Regions from separate parts of the Sus scrofa genome. Here region 1 is linked to region 2. Evidence: chromatin contacts called from public HiChIP or PLAC-seq data. All regions are on one chromosome and are shown on one strand. The core of a region is the stretch at or near the end of the contact, and the rest is flanking DNA. Distances in the headings are between cores, read along the strand shown. Region 1 holds the start of SH2B1 (SH2B adapter protein 1). Region 2 holds the start of PPP4C (serine/threonine-protein phosphatase 4 catalytic subunit).

Evidence for each region. HiChIP or PLAC-seq counts read pairs in DNA pulled down with a chosen protein or histone mark.
Region 1: an H3K27ac HiChIP or PLAC-seq map of alveolar macrophages shows a contact between it and region 2. The contact joins the promoter of SH2B1 here to the promoter of PPP4C in region 2. A contact is called at or near these places in 1 of 5 promoter capture datasets (liver), 1 of 47 Hi-C or Micro-C datasets (skeletal muscle) and 2 of 2 datasets of contacts at active chromatin or transcription factors (alveolar macrophages and skeletal muscle).

The regions. Positions count from the first base shown.
Region 1 is chr3:18,531,321-18,536,206 of Sscrofa11.1, forward strand. It overlaps SH2B1 (SH2B adapter protein 1), which reads left to right and starts at 1,962. Exons shown (of 11, transcript XM_003124516.4): 1 at 1,962-2,143; 2 at 4,355-4,886. The coding sequence starts at 1,984. It overlaps LOC100516669 (a long non-coding RNA gene), which reads right to left and starts at 1,909. Exons shown (of 2, transcript XR_115809.4): 1 at 1,573-1,909.
Region 2 is chr3:18,260,740-18,265,421 of Sscrofa11.1, forward strand. It overlaps PPP4C (serine/threonine-protein phosphatase 4 catalytic subunit), which reads left to right and starts at 2,078. Exons shown (of 9, transcript XM_021088021.1): 1 at 2,078-2,195; 2 at 2,422-2,585. The coding sequence starts at 2,488.

The DNA of each region.
Region 1 (4,886 bases), core at 712-3,211, 270 kb after region 2:
GTAGCTCTGATTAGACCCCTAGCCTGGGAATCTCCACATGCCGCACGTGTGGCCCTAAAAAGCCAAAAAAACCAAACAAACAAAAAAAAAAAACAGGCTTTAGGTGACCCAAGCTCAGCTGATGAGACACAGCCCTGTCATACCTGCTGAAATTACTGGGAAAGCTATGCTCTTTTTCTGCTAGGATTAGGAGGCTGGTAGGACGTAAGCTTGGAACTCTAACCCTAACCAGCTGGGAACCAGCCAGGTGGCTGTCTTGCTGCCTATGAGGAGCCGATCTGCCTGAGAAGAAAGTCCAGAGCAAAGCAGAGCTGAGAAACTGAGAGCAAGTTCAGGTGGACACTGTAAGCCTCTCCTCCAGCCATGCCTAATGTCATTGTATCTCTGCCTTTTAAATTCTGCAAGTCAATAAACGCCTCCTCTTTTAAACTACCTTAAATGGCCTATTACTTGCAGCTGAAAGCATCCTGCTTATCACAGGTCCCTCCCCACCCCACTCCCCCAGCCCTTTCCTAAGCAGGAAGACGTGTTTCTCCCTTTCTTATTAATACTGTGCCTTAACCAGGGTGCTGGATCCCAGCCATCTCACCTTCCCCAAACTTCCCTCCTTCAATTATCCTTTCTTTTTTTCTTTTTTGTTGTCATTTGTCCTTTTTAGGGCTGCACCCGAGGCATAAGAAAGTTCCCGGGTTAGGGGTCAAATCAGAGCTGCAGCTGCCAGCCCACACCACAGCCTCAGCAACTCCGGATCCGAGTGGCATCTGCAATCTACACCACAGCTCTCGGCAACGGTGGATACTTAACCCACTGATGGAGGCCAGGCATGGAACTCGAATCCTCATGGATACTACTCGGATTCCTAGCCACAATAGGAACTCCAGCATTTTTATTTACTTATTTTTTCCTTCTTTGGCTGCATTCTCTGGCATATGTAAGTTCCCCGGCCAGGGATCAAATCCGAGCCACCTCTGAAGATGTATGTTGTCCAGGCATATGTAAGTTCCCAAGCTAGGGGTTGAATCAGAGCTACAGTTACCTGCCTACGCCACTACCAGGTCCCAGCCGCCTGCGATCTACACCGCAGTTCGTAGCAATGCTGGATCCTAAACCTACGGAGCAGGGGCAAGGATCGAACCCACGTCCTCATGGATACTAGTTGGTGGTTCGTTACCACCGAGCCACAGCGGAAACTCTTCTTTTGGCGCTTTCATTCAGCTGTTGAAGAAGCTTGACCCAATGGCTAGAGCCAAGAGACTCCTTTATTGCTTAGGCCAGCTGAAGCTAGGTCACTGTGACTTGACTAGGATTTCATCGTGCTCATGATTTCAACAGCCCTTTACTACACCTTAATGAGTCTCCGTTTCTATATTTGGCCTTAATGTCTCTCCTGAGCTCCAGCCTATAGGTCCACCTGCCTCCTGATGTCCCACCGGCACACCCCAAACGGACCTCATTATTCCTGCGCCCATCTTCATCCCCCAGCTCAGAGACGGAACCTCCTAGAACCTCCAGGACTTTTCCTCAGAGAGGCAAGGTCGTAAGTTCAGACTCTGCCTCTCCACGGGGCCTCACCAAGGTCACCTGCATCTTTCCTCCCCCAGCTCCTTAGGGGCGGTGTCCGCGAATCCCTCTGCAGCCAGACCAGGCGCTCTAGGCTGCAATGGGCGCTTCAAACAGCGTCAACTCGCTGGTTTCCGGTACCGGCGGCTCCTCTAGCCTCCGTCAGGGCCTCGGGACTCTATTCCCCTAAGGTGCCTTGTCTACGGTTGACTGTTCCCCTTTGTCCCGACTTGTCCTTCAGAGGGCGCTCTTGTGGGAATCAACCCCTTCCTCGGGTTGCTTCTGCGATCCCTTTTAGGCACAGCTGGAGAAGTCACTGAGCCCGCCGAGAGTCACACCCTCGGAGCCCTGGAAGGGTGGCCGAGAGTGGGAGGATGGCGGAAGTGAGCGCGAAGGTGCCCTTCCCTCTCCCCGCTCTTCTCTATGGTCTCTTCCTTCGGTGACGGGGAAAAAAGGGGTCCCGGCGCCTGCGCAGAACCGGACTGGGAGCCCGTCGCGGAGGGGGGCGGGGGGCAGGGAGCGGGAGCCGCCGCCGCCGCCGCCGCCGCCGCCGCCGGAGCTAACCGCAGGGACCGAGATGCAGGTGGGACCGGAACCGGAACCCCCCTCTTCAAGTCCCTCTTCCCTCTCCGCGACTCGGGCCCGGCGCCTGCGGGGAGCCCTGGGTGGAGGCGGGCGCGGGGGGCTCGAGGCAGGAGGGGCGCCCGGCCCCGCAGAGTGCGGCAGACAGGGCTGCGGCCCCGGGGAATGGGCGGGTAGAGGGTGTCCAGGGTGAAGGGGGTCGGGTCGGAGTGGATTGATCACCGGCTCCGGAGGGTCCGAGCCTGGAGCGGAGCCTGCACCCTCCACCACCCGGCCTTCGGGAAATAGCACCACTGAGCCAAGAAGCAGGTGCACTGGGAAAATGTGTCTGAGTCCCGCTTGGCAGAAGAGAAACTGAGTCACCAGCTCAGGAGCCACAGGGTCAGCGGGCCTGAAGGGGGCTGGGTCTGCCTGTGGTGCAGAGGGTTGGGTGGGCAGTTGTGAGCTGAGGTGGCCTCTGCCTGGAGATCGGTCTCTGCACCTCTTGGCTCAGTTCCCCTGTGCTCCATGACTCTTGCATCTCCTGGCTTCTTCTCGTTGTTTTGGAACTGTCCCTACGGTTGGAGCCATCTGAGTGTGTAGGGTCTATAGGCCAAGGAGAAGGGGAGGGAACGCTGACCGTGGGTCTGAGCAGGCGTCTGAGGTTTGGGGAGATTTGCCTGAACTGCCTTCATCCCGTTGCCAGTCAGAGCTTCCAGTAGAGGAAGGGACACAAACAGAAGAGCCAGGGGTTGTAAATTCCATGCCCAGCTCTGCCACTTGGTAGGAGTTGTAAGATCTTGGGAAGGCTCTTCCTTGCACTGATTTCTCTTGTAGAAAATTGGAACCCATAAAGATAGTGATAACGGCAGTCATCTATTGTGTGCTTACTTTGTGTCAAGCAGGGACTTGTTATTTCATTTAATTCTCCCAGTAGTTCTGGGGGTTAGGGATCATTAGCTCTGTTTTATAGCTGTAACAGCAAAAGCTCAGAGAGGACATGTAATCTGTTGAAGATCACACAGCTCTTAGGCGGCCGAGATGGAATTTCATCCTAAGTCTAACTCCAGAAACTCTGGCCTTAACCCCAGGCTAACCAGTCTTTAGGGCATGCTCCCCTGCGAGAGAAGAGGAAGGCGAGAAATCCCAAGGCCCCAGCTCCCTGATATGTTGTATTTGCTTGTGGCCAGCCAAGACTTGCCCAGACCCAACCCACAGCCTGTCCTCGCCTGGTGCTGCTGCCTCTGGACCCCAGACTGAAAGGGCACCAAAGAAGTGGGATGTGGCCACTGCAGGCCTCCTTCAGGCAGTGCCTGGGTGCGGGCTCCTGGGGTCGGCTTTCCAGACGGTCGTTTTCACCATCCATCCATCCATCCTCCTTCATGAGCAAGCTCCCTCCTCAGAGATGGACCTTGGGCAGCGAAAGGCAGGGTCTCTGAGTTCTGGGACAGTGAGGGGTGGTGACTGAGACTGGGACAGTCAGGCCCCGGGGGACCAGGACTGCGCGCTGGGGAAAACTAGTCTTGGAGTTCTGAAACTTGTTCTGAGCTTCGGTTTCCTCATCTGTTATAGAGGTTGTTAAAACCCATCCCAGGGAAAGGTAAGAGGGGCGCAGGGGAGGCAATGGGATAAGCATTGAAGGGTCATTTCATTTAGAGAAGGGAGATGGGAGTTCCCATTGTGGCTCAGTGGTTAATGAATCTGACTAGCATCCATGAGGACGCAGGTTCGATCCCTGGCCTCGCTCAGTGGGTTAAGGATCCGGCGTTGCCCTGACCTGTGGTGTGGGTCGCAGACACGGCTCGGATGTGGCGTGGCTGTAGCTGTGGCAGAAGCCGGCCGCTACACCTCCGACTGGACCCCTAGCCTGGGAACCTCCCTATGCCGCAGGTGCGGCCCTAAAAAGCAAAGGAGAGAGAGAGAGAGAGAGAATTGACGTAGGAAAGATTCCCTTTTAGAGGAAGGCGCGGCCCCGCTGTCTATCACACCTGGGTAGTGGAGGGAGTGGATCCAGGAGGCAGCAGGATGGGTGCAGGCTAGACATTGGGGAGCCGGCGGATTGGCCGGGGCTTGGGGGGGGCGGGGGCGAGGCGAGGGTCCAGGGAAGGGATGGAAGTGTTGCCCTCGGAGGAGCAGGAGCGGAGATCCGAGGAGGGAGTCCGGCTCGGGGTGGGGCTCTGGCCCCTGTCCCACCTGGGCAGTGACTCAATGTATGTGCCTCTTCCTTCTGCAGCTGCTGCCGCTCACCCCGTGTCTTCTGGCCGCTTCCCTCTTTGCCGCCCCTCCCCACAGGCTCCCCCTCTCCACCTGCTGGGGGCCATCATGAATGGTGCCCCTTCCCCGGAGGACGGGGCCTCCCCCTCCCCTCCCCCTCTGCCCCCGCCCCCTCCTCCCAGTTGGCGGGAGTTCTGCGAGTCCCACGCCCGCGCCGCCGCCCTGGATTTCGCCCGCCGTTTCCGCCTCTACCTGGCCTCCCACCCTCAGTACGCGGGGCCCGGGGCCGAGGCCGCCTTCTCCCGCCGTTTTGCCGAGCTCTTCCTGCAGCACTTTGAAGCCGAGGTGGCCCGGGCCTCCGGCTCCCTGTCGCCACCCATCCTGGCTCCTCTGAGTCCTGGTGTGGAGCTCCCGCCACAGGACCTGTCCCTTGAGGGCTGCAGGGCGGGCGGGCCCCTGGCTGTGCTGGGCCCTTCTCGCTCATCTGAGGACCTGGCCGGCCCCCTCCCTTCCTCGGTCTCTTCCTCTTCTACGACCTCCTCGAAGCCGAA
Region 2 (4,682 bases), core at 828-3,327:
CTCTGGGCTGTGGAATCCCTTGAAGAATCTGGAATTGGGAGTCTCCCGGTGGCTCAGCGGATTAAGGACCCAGCGTTGTCACTGCTGTGGTGTGGGTTCAGTCCCTGGCTGGGAGGTTCCGCCTGCCACAGATGAGGCCAAAAACCAAAAAAACAAAACCCTGGAATCTTTCCACACACCCTCCTCAACAATGCACATCCACACTCGAGCTGATTCCCAGTTGAGAACTGAACCTCTGTGGCTCCTGCATTCCATGAAGTCAGAATGAGGGCCCTGTGCCATGAGTTGAACCCTTCCCATTTCCCCAGGCTGGGGGAATATTAAAGATCCTTGTCATAACCAGGGGCCTACCTAGTCCTGCCACCTCCCAAATCTCCTAAAATGGACCCTTTCCTGCTGAGATCCGCTGGAGAGAGAGGAAAAACAACATGATTTCTGTACCTACTGAATCCCTATAGTCATCTGCATAGAAACCTGGAAACTTCTAGGAGTTTAAGAACTTGGTTTTTCCTTCTCTCTGTACATTCCCATTTGTTGCCTACATCCAGAACCAAATTTTTACCTAGTGCCTCTCCAAACTATGGTCTCACTTCTGCACCTAGCCTCACTCAATTCCGTGAAACAAAGTCTGAAGCAAACAGAAATAGAGGCTCTAGGAGTTCCATTATGGCACAGTGGTTAAAGAATCCGACTGGGAACCATGGGGTTGTGGGTTCCATCCCTGGCCTTGCTCAGTGGGTTGAGGATCCGGCGTTGCCATGAGCTGTGGTGTAGGTCGCAGACGCAGCTCCGATCCTGCATTGCTGTGGTTCTGGCGTGGCCGGTGGCTACAGCTCCAGTTAGACGCCTAGCCTGGGAATCTCCATATGCCACAGGAGCGGCCCTAAAAAAGGCAAAAAGACTAGGAAAAAAAAGAAAAGAAAAAGAGAGGGCCCATAGAAGACAATAAAAGACATTCCAAAAGGGCTCTGACACCAAGAGGTTTGTTTCAAGACAAATCGCTTCCTCTGCCTGCAGCAAGAGACTAAAGAAGCAGAGGACTTTAAATGTCAGTTTGGAGTGTTTTATAAAGTTTATAATGACAAAGTGAGCATCAGAAAGTGTGACAGAAGAGACCAGACCTTGAGGACACAGCTTTCCTAGGTTAAAACATCAACCTTGACCCAAGCCCAGAATTATTAGCTATGTAACTGTGGAAGTTAATCTCTTTTAGCCAGTTTCCTTTTTTTGTTGTTGTTTTTTTGAGGGCTGCACCCACAGCATATGGAAGTTCCTAGGCTAGGGACTGAATCTGCCTGCCACAGCCACAGCCACACAAGATCTGAGCTGCGTCTGCAATCTAGCAACCTGCATCACAGCTCACAGCAAGAGAGATCCTTAACCCACTGAGCGAGGCCAGGGATGGAACCCTTCACCTCATGCATACTAGTCGGGTTCCGTACCCCTGAGCCACAACCGGAACACCAGTTTCCTCCTTCTTTTTAAAGGAATAAAACTGCAGACAAGAGCAGGGGTGAGGGGTGTCAAAGAGACCTTTCTGGAACCAGGGAAGTCAGGTTGACTGAGGTATAAGCTTGTTGTGGGGAAGGTGGACTCCTTTCTGACTCTAACTTCAGAGGTCCTCCATCGGAGAGATGTCTCTTGGGCCTTGGAAAGAGATTTGGACTGGGAGTCTTTCGCCCATCCAACAAAGAGTTCTGTATGCCAACTGTGCCAGGCCATGTTCTAAGTGAGAACTGGGGCTGCAAGTGTGAACAGGACAAAATTCCATCTCTCAGGGACTGTAATGGGGGAGGCCGACTAAAACAGGTAAACAGAAACGTGTACGCTGAAGTTACAACGCGGAACGCCGACTCAGTTCCAGTTTCCTTCACTGACACGGTAATGTGGAGCGGATGTGGAGTCCGTCACCGCCCTCACAGCGCCAATCCGCTCAGCCCACAATCACTTCCGCTCGCACATTGCAGACATCCGGTTCTTCCGGCTCATTTGCATTCCTAGGCTTGAGGGGGTGGGGTAAGGGCGCGGCTTGGGAGGGGGGCGTGTGTATGACGCCACATCCGGCGCGCGGCGGAACTGGTGTTCCTCTGCTTCCGCGGCGGGGCCGGAAGTAGAAGCGGAGGTGGCGGCGGCCCAAAGCGGAGGGAAAGAGGAAGACAGGGAGCACGAAAACCGGAGCCGGAGTCGCTGCGTCGGTAATAGTCGGAGACCCTTCTAGGCCACCGTCCCTGGCGCGGGACCTCAGGGTTCGACGGGAGTTAGCGGAGGGCGGCCCGGGCTGTGGGACGCTGGGGGCCCCGGGGCCTATGTGAGGGGAGGCGGGAGTTGGGGGGGCCGGGCCAGCTCCAGAACCGAGTTGCCCCCCCCGACCCGGCGCCCCTTAAGGACACTGATCCGCGGCTTCTCCTTGGCCTTTCCCAGGAGACCCCTGTGCGGTGCGGAGGGGGCTACGGCCCCGGCTCTGACCCGCTCCGGGGCGGGTGGGCCATGGCGGAGATCAGCGATCTGGACCGGCAGATCGAGCAGCTGCGGCGCTGCGAGCTCATCAAGGAGAGCGAAGTCAAGGCCCTGTGCGCAAAGGCCAGGTGAGCCCGGGAAGAGAGGCTTCAGCCACTGATCAGAGGCCGGAAGCTTGGGGCAAATCCAGCTGAGAACTTTGGGCCTGGCTCATCCTGGAAGCTTTCCCAGAGAGGAGCGAATAGGGCCACTTCCCTCGAGGAGCAGCCGGGCCTGTTGGGGGAAGACAGACCTGGATTCAAATATCTGAAGTATTAGATGATGTGTTTTCAGTGGAGTTGGAATTACAGAAAGTACTTAGGAAGCTTAGGGAAACAACCTTGTCTGTCTGGGGGGGAACAGAGAACGTTTCTTGGAGGAACTGAACTTTGGGTTAGGCCTTGAAGAATAAGATGATAAAAGGGAATGTCAGCAAGAAGATTTGGTTTACAGTATTCTTTTTTTTTTTTTGGCTTTTTAGGGCCGCACCTGTGGCACTTAGAGGTTCCCAGGCTAGGGGCTGAATCAGAGCTTCAGCTGCTGGCCTACGCCACCAGCCACAGCAATAGCAATGAGGGATCCTTAACCCACTGAGTGAGTCCAGGGATCAAACCCACAACATCTTGGCTCCTAGTCGAATTTGTTTCCGCTGTGCCACAACGGGAACTCCTACAGTATTGTTTTAATCCCAGTAACAACCCAAAAAGGTGTGTGGAATTGTCTTCATCTCACAGGTGAGGATGCTTACATTCAGGAGTAAGGGGTAAAGCCTGAAGCGAGTTCTCCATGTCCTGTCCATTTTCAGGCCATCATGCAAGAAAGTGGAGTTGGATCACACTCATACTCCTTGTGGGAGCCTATGAAATAGAAGCAGATAAGCCAGAGTAGAATTAAGCAAGATCTGAAGGGAAGCCTAGCTTAGAGTTCTGTGGGAAGTAGGATGATGTAGTGGTTAAGAGCCAGGCTTTGGAATGTGGCTCTAGGTTGGAATCAGCTCTGCCACTTCCTAGCTGTGTTGGTGATCTTGAGGTCTGTGAGACTCGGGTTCTTCCTATTTAAAGTGGGGATTCTAGAACTTAATGAGGTGGCTGTGAAGAGTAAGGGATGCGCTTAGCATAGGCTTTGGTAAACTGTAAGTGCTCGATGTTTGTTGGGTGTTACTGTTCTTCCTTTGTAGGAAGAGGGCAGTGCTGATGTGGACTGAAGTCCTTAGTGAAGGCTTGAAAGAGAAGTTGGCCTGGAAAGATGGATAATTTGGGCAGCTGAGTGGGCAGGCCTAGTAGGAAGGGCATTCCAAGCAGGCTGAGAATAGGAGTGGAAGGTGTTCCCTGGGGGCTCAGCGGGATCCAGCATTGTCACTGCTGCAGCTCAGGTTACAGCTGTGGCACTGGTTCAATCCCTGACCCAGAAACTTCTACCTGCCAAAGGCATGGCCAAAAAAAAAAAAAAAAAAAAAAGTGGAGCTCTGGGTTGTGTGGGCAGTGGTGACAAGACGACAAGACCCATTACCTGCCTCCTGAGGAACTATTTGTGGTTTCCACCACGCTGGAGAATTGCAGAAACAGAGCCAGCAGAATTACCCCCACATTTGTGACCAATAGGCCACTGTTAGCACCTGAAAGAACTTTATATCCACTTCCTTCCCACAGCAATGCTGTGAGGTTGGAAATATTTGCCCCATTTTACAGAGCAGGAAGCTGTGACGTCTTGAAGCCTGGGGACTTGACCAAGGCTTCCCCGCAAGAAGGTGGCAGAGCTGGCTGGCCGTTGGGCTCTTTGCTTGGCTTTGCCCCACACAGACCTGTCACAGCCACACAGGGCCTGCATGGGTTTGGTGAACAGGCAAGGCTCCCTTTTAAACGCTGTTCTGTGGCTCTTCATGTTTTGCCAGCTCAAAAATATTTCCTTGACCAGACCAGCCCCAAGATGTTTTTAGTCATCCCTCAATCTCTCTCTGTTTGTTTGTTTGGGTTTTTTTTGTCGTTGTTTTTTTAGGTCCGTACCCATGGCATATGGAGGTTCCCAGGCTAGGGGTCCAATCAGAGCTACAGCTGCCGGCCTACATCACAGCCACAGCAACTGGGGATCCGAGCCGCATCTGCAACCTACACCACAGTTCATGGCAACACCGGATCCTTAACCCACTGAGCGAGGCCAGGGATCGAACCCGAATCATCATGGATACT